Linked DNA regions of Pan troglodytes: region 2 is linked to region 1. The links are chromatin contacts, called in public Hi-C maps. All regions are on one chromosome and are shown on one strand. The core of a region is the stretch at or near the end of the contact, and the rest is flanking DNA. Distances in the headings are between cores, read along the strand shown. Region 1 holds the start of CCDC80 (coiled-coil domain containing 80). Region 2 overlaps LOC129143523 (a long non-coding RNA gene).

Region 1 (3,317 bases), core at 573-3,072:
TTTTGGATGCCTTCTTACATTCACTCCAGCTTTCGTCAAATAACTATCCCCACCCTAGTTTCTCTAAAGCAGTTCTAGTTTGTACATTCTTTCCTTTCCTCCCCACAAATTACTACAAAACCAGTGTCAGGTAGTTTCCTATCAATTAATTCCCAAATTAGCATTTCTAAAGTCTACTTTAACATTTTCTTCCTTTCACCTTTTCTGACTCAACATCAATGTCTTCCTTTCAGATATCACCAACCCCCACCACCCTCCCCCAACCCCTAGCACTAATTGGTTAATTGTTTCTTCAGTTGCAGAAAAATAGAAAGATCTAAATGGAGGACTTACAAAATATGGAGCTCTTAAATAACGGACTTGGAATTGAGAATTATTACAAGCCATTAATCATTATAGGTCTCCCCGGAAATGAATGAATGAGAATTTATCATTGCTCTTATTAGGTACGTGCCTCCAAGACTTCTTCAGGAGGATTTTCTGAAGCCCCAGGTAAGCGTTTAGGCATTGAGATGAAAACAAGCATGAGAAGCCCCACTTTGCCAGTGTGTGCGTATGTATCTGTGTGTGAGAAGAGACTGGGGGAAGGCGTTGGGTGTGGGGTGGGGACTAACGGACGTGGTGGAGTGTTAGGTCCTCTCTGGTGTGTGTGTTTAGTGCGCCATCTGGTGACTGAAGCTCACAGAGGGAAGAAAGCCTGAGGTCCTAGGAAGACAGGCACAACTCAGGGTTGGGGTGGCTCCTCACCGTCAGTTTGAGGTTGCTAAAGTGGCTGTATTTCAGCTTTACCAGCGCACAGGTGACAAATGTTGTGCATATCATGGAGAGGTTTGTGTAAGTCATGACTTATTCAAGAAAAAGAATAAAGGGCTTTAAGGACCTATTGAGAAAAGCAAAAAGTACAGTTACACAATTATCCCAGACGGTAGGACTCTAAAAGTGTAAGTACTCTGGTTGAACAAATAAATGAAACTCTTCTATGAATGTGGGAAATGCAAAAAGGAATTGAAGGAAGGGAAGAAACTGAAGGTATGAGTAGAAAATTAAAGAGAGAGGCAAGATAGCATCACGCTTTGTAGGCTGTTCTAAACCTGGGTTCAAATTTCAGAGCTACTGCTTACCTTTTGTGGGACAATAGGCAATTTATTTAAACTCACCAAGCCTCAGTTTGCTCATCTATAAAATGAGGATCATTCTATTTACTTCCTAAGGATACTGTGAGGGTTAAATAAAAGAATTCACAAAAATACTAAGCCCAAAGCTTCACATGTAAATGCTCAATAAATGGTAGTTGTTATAAGCAGAGAGAAGAGAAGAGGAAATGAAAAGCCAGAAGGCAGAAAGCTCAGTAAGGATAGTGTAGGACGCATTAGAAAATTATGAGAAAGGAAGTAACATCTAGGACCCTCCAACTTAGCACAAGGCTAGGTTGATCAACCCAACAGGTGAATACCACGAAGGCTGCAATCTATGACTCCAGTGGACAGAGGGTCTCTGCCTGAAGCCCACTTTTGTTATTATCCTTACAAGTGTCTGAGAGAATGCCACAGCAGGGCTGGCCATCCTTCTTGGTACCCCTGGGACTTCAAAGTGTGGCCGGGCAACTCTATAGTTAACCTCTATACAGGACTTTCTCAGTTCCATGCTCGTAGCTTATGTGAAAAAAGTCAAATGTGACCAGGGCAAGATGGGGCTGATCAAGGCATAACAACTAGGGATGAAGTTTGATCCAGTGAGGGACGCTATTAGCATGACTGAGCTGGCAAGGAGGTTTCTGAGAACCCTGGCTTGCCACTGTTGGTGGCAGTTAATAGTGACGTGGAGAGTCAGCTCGCCCAGCATGGCCGGAAGAAATATCCACGTAACCTGAGACCCCTTCCTTCTCCACTGAATCCTTATGGCAGACTCAGGAGGTAGAATCCCAAAGCTGCCTCACTCTCTCTTTCGGAACCTGATAAGTCTACTTCTATGGATTGCCTAAAGCCCTTCAGACATCTAAAGTCTCTGCAGAGGAAAATATTGCACTACACACACACACACAAACACACACACTCGGGACCTCCAAGGGAGCCCTTAGTCTACCATCTGCAGCCAGAGCTTTGAAGCTAGAGATCATAATGCCTGTTCCCTGATGTAATAGTCAACTGCAATCTCGACTTGCAGCCATTGCCTGCATTTCTAACCTTTTACCAGCTTCCTTCCATGCCGAGGAGAAACTAGGACCAAGAACACAGTAATATGATCCCCAATTAGCATAAAATATAAACAACCTAGTCATGTTTTCCATGGGCTTTTCCAACCTCAAACTAAAAGCACAAAGCAGGGAGAAAGATATAAGAATATACACATGGAACTATAAATACATATATACTGTCTGTGTCGGCACAGCCAAGCACCCTGACCCAAATGAGTATCTGTCTCTAAGAAAAGCATGTAGCCTGATGCAGAAATCGGAGAATTTTCTCCTTCCAAAGTACAGTGTAAGAACAGACTGGAAGAGAAGTTACCCCGATTACTTGGTTTGGAAGGGGTTAAGGCACCAGTCATCCTCTTCTAAAGTGATTTATGATGATGTGTGGAGTTTAAAAACTTTCCCCCACCCCAAAGAACAGCCCTCTCACTCCTCACTGAGTCCACTCTGAACGTGCTAAAATGGGAAGGAGGCGGTGTTCTGCTGATCTGTTAAATTCTTAGTGAAGTGTCCTTGATTTCCAGTGGCTGCTGTTGTTTGAGTTTGGTTTGGAGCAAAACTGAGGTAGTCCTAACATTTCTGGGACTGAATCCAGGCAAGAGAAAGAAGAAAAAGAAGAAGAAAAAGAGGAGGAAAAAGGTAGGGAGAAATAAAGGGAGGAGAGAAGCATAGTGAAAGAAAAAAAAAGTCCCTTTTCGACATCACATTCCTGTGTTTTCCCTCAGCCTGGAAAACATATTAATCCCAGTGCTTTTACGCCCGGAAACAAAGAGACTAAGCCAGACTGTGGGGGAAAGGGAGATAAGAAGGATCCTGGAACTTTAAAGAGGGAAAGAGTGAGATTCAGAAATCGCCAGGACTGGACTTTAAGGGACGTCCTGTGTCAGCACAAGGGACTGGCACACACAGACACACGAGACCGAGGAGAAACTGCAGACAAATGGAGATACAAAGACTTAGAAGGACAGCTCCTTTCACCTCATCCTACTTGTCCAGAAGGTAAAAAGACACGTCCAGAAGGTAAAAAGACACAGCCAGAAAGAAAAGGCATCGGCTCAGCTCTCAGATCAGGACAGGCTGTGGATCTGTGGCGGTACTCTGAAAGCTGGAGCTGCAGCACACCCCT
Region 2 (3,278 bases), core at 81-2,580, 170 kb before region 1:
ATCTAATAGCCAATCCCTAGATGTGTGAGAACATGTCTACATTATGGGATTCAGAAGGAAGATAAAGATACTGTTATGGGCTTTTAGAGAGAATGTGAGTAGGAGAAACAGGAGAACTGAAATCTATGAAATTTTATTTGTATTAAATTTGTATTAATTCTTTTTTCCACTGGATGAACTTTATTGTTTCTAGAAGAGATTTATGTGAATTCACGTTATTTCTTTATCCCATTCTCACTGCCATGATTAGATTGAAAGGGTAAAAAGCTACAGCTACTACCCCCATCCTCCCACTGCTATATAAAGATAAAAAAAACTCCACTTTTTTTTTCTGAACCCTCATATGTGTTCATATAGAGCTGACCTTTGAACAACATGGGGGTTAAGGGTGCTAACTCCCCATGCAGTGGAAAACTTGCATATAACTTTTGACTCCCCCAAAACGTAACTAGTAATAGCCTACTGTTGACCAGAAGCCTTACTGATAACATAAACAGTGATTTATATATAGTTTGTATGTTATATGTATTGTTTACTGTATTCTTACAATAAAGAAAGCTAGAGAAAAGAAAATATTAAGAAAATCATAAGGAAGAGAAAATATATGTACTATTTATTAAGCGGAAGGAAATCATCATAAAGGTCTTCATCCTTGTTGTCTTCACATTGAGTAGACTGAAGAGGAGGAGGAAGTAGAGAGGTTGGTTTTGCTGTCTCAGGGGATGCAGAAGTGGAAGAAATCCACATATAAGTAGATCTGTGCACTTTCAACTTGCTGTTCCAGGGTCAATGATATACATGCCCAACAAATTAACTGTGGTCCTAAATACAGGGAGACTGGGAGCAACTTTTAGCAGAACACAATTGAGAGCCACTAGATGGTGCTTCAACTTAAGTCTCTTAACATTTCGAAGCAAGCTAAGATCTACTAACCTTAAGCAATGTAATCCTGCATTAAAAAAATTTTTTTTCCATACTTCTCCATTTACAAATTCTTTAGGTCTTCTTGGGTGGTTTTGGAACAATTACAGAAGGAGAATAAAATGGTTTAACTTGAAATTAAGGGGAAAAAATCTTTTTGGTTCCTAAACTTGAATTGTACTACCGTTTTCATTTAATGTTAGTAAAAAACATTTTGTTTACCAAACAAGATAAAGGGATATTAATAGATTCACTTCGGGGAATGGGGAAATGTGAGGATATTTTAGTGGTTAAACCAAGATTAGTACTTGTTTCTTAAACTAGAGAGTTGAGATCACCCAATCATAAAATGCAAATAGCTGCTTGCTCATGTTCATAGCAGCAGATGGTTAGAGCTACAGATGAAATTAAGTGGCCTTCTTCACTTCCTAGATCCTCCTCCATATCTCCTCCCCCATCATCTTTTAGAGGCATGTGTGGTATTCTAAAGTTAAAAGGAAGCTACAGATAATTGAGGTCAACTTCCTCATTTTGAAAAAGAGGAAACTGAGACTCTCAGAGTTAAGTGACCATGGAGTGTTACTAAGAAGCCAGCTGGCCTACTTGGCTTGTTGCTGAGAGGAAGGCAGCCACCCTAAGGCCACAGTCAGACATGGCACAACTAGGGCAAGAGGGCTGACCATCTCTTTCTTGGTCCCCATCTTACTAATGAGGACTGAGAGCCCTTCACATGCTTTCCCTCCTGTCTGATTGGCCAAGACTGTATGACAATTCTTTAGCCAATCCCTGGCAAAGGGACTGAGATTTTGCTTATGTTGATTAGTCCTTTCATGCAGATGGGACTAAGATCAACACCTTTCACCAGACACACATCTTGTGGGAGAGGAGTGAGTGGGACTTGAACAAAATTGGGGCTTTGTTAAGAAGGAGAAATGAAGTATGTGTGTGAAGCCTTGATGAGGGGGATGATAGTAGTCAAACTTAATTTTAGAAGGCACATAAGAACATTGAAGGTGGACGCAGGCAGGGAAGAAAGGCATGCCGGGAAGAGAGGACAGCATGGATGAAGGCAAAGTGGTGTAACAGGGTGTGTCTCTTTCAGGGCAATGGGGAAATTGTCCATATCATCTCCTCACACAAACTCTACATTTCATGAGGTCATCTGAGGACAGAAGACTGCTATTAAGAATGCCAGGAGAGTTTTGCAGGACAAGCAAATCTTGATCAATTTACAATGTTTTCTGAACAGAATGTCCAAATATTCTGACTGATTCACCCAACATTGATTTTAAGATTAAATAAGGAGCCAAGAACATTGGTTTATACAAAGTAGAGAACCAAAGAGAGGCTGGGGAGAGGCAGTGAGTCTGACAGATGATGTCTCTAATCTCAGAAGGGTGGGACTTGGTTTCTGAGCTGGGTAAAGCTGGCAGAGTAGAGACAATTCTCCTTATTCTGGTTTTTCTTGATAAAACATGAAAATTATTCTTGCTCTTAACCCAGTTGAGGAGAGGGCTTGGGGAATAATCTTTATACATTTCTAAATGTCCTTGTGAAAAGTGTCATAGAAGCACAAAGTCTTATTATCCATCCTACCTGTTTCCAAATGCTCCTCATGCACACATTGGTGAGTTCCTCCCTAGAATGTCTCTTCTCCCAAAGACATGGGGGGCCAACGCACAGAGAAAACATTTTTAGTTGTGACTTCTTCAGTTTGAAGCTCCCACATGTTGAGGAGGGAGCTCTTCAGAGTATAATAGTCACCAGGGAGGAAAGAAAGAAGCATCTCTGCACAGGGGAAGGAGGTCATGGGGCTAATCAAGAGAATTTGTAAATATGACAGGAGGGTGACAAAAAACATTCACAGGCTCACATTCAGAAAAAGTAAATTTAACAAGATAACACTAAAACAAGAGAAATCGTGAAGTTCAACCAAATGTTATGACTTTTAAGGGAAAACAATATGAATATCTTTCCAAATCACTGTCATGATTTGCCTGTTCCTAAGCATGCCATCCTCCTGGGAAACAGGTTGTATGTGATTATGAGACTAATCGTTTACTCTTGTTTCTTAACATAATAAAAATGCCTGACTACATCAAAACTTTTCAGTTTCTCCTTAATGTTATCTTTCTGAAAACAGACAGCAAGAGACCTGCTGAGGAGGGCAGTCTGCGGCTGAGAGTTTACTGTACTTCTGAAGGACATTTTATCTACCATGCTTCTTCCTGGGTGCTGTGAGGCCACAGAACCTGGAGAGGAAGCAGGTCTCCTCTGTTGTGGGCACTGCGTGGTCAGGTCATGCTGTTGAGAAGATTAATCTCAGATGTTACTGCCGAGCCTTGGAATGGACATAA

What was found. A called contact is a pair of places that touch in the nucleus more often than the background predicts.
Region 2: a Hi-C map of blood shows a contact between it and region 1, with 10 times the contacts expected there. The contact joins the enhancer-like site here to the promoter of CCDC80 in region 1. A contact is called at or near these places in 3 of 7 Hi-C or Micro-C datasets (blood and induced pluripotent stem cells).

The regions. Positions count from the first base shown.
Region 1 is chr2:115,977,300-115,980,616 of NHGRI_mPanTro3-v2.0_pri, reverse strand. CCDC80 (coiled-coil domain containing 80) reads left to right here and starts at 1,822. Exons shown (of 8, transcript XM_001156251.7): 1 at 1,822-3,317.
Region 2 is chr2:116,149,328-116,152,605 of NHGRI_mPanTro3-v2.0_pri, reverse strand. LOC129143523 (a long non-coding RNA gene) reads right to left here. Exons shown (of 3, transcript XR_008547063.2): 2 at 611-675. Among named protein-coding and RNA genes, the nearest start is that of CD200R1L, 27 kb to the left of the region's middle. Within about 2 kb of position 1,330, at least 1 of the 24 cell types and tissues checked has an H3K27ac peak or open chromatin away from gene starts, as enhancers often do.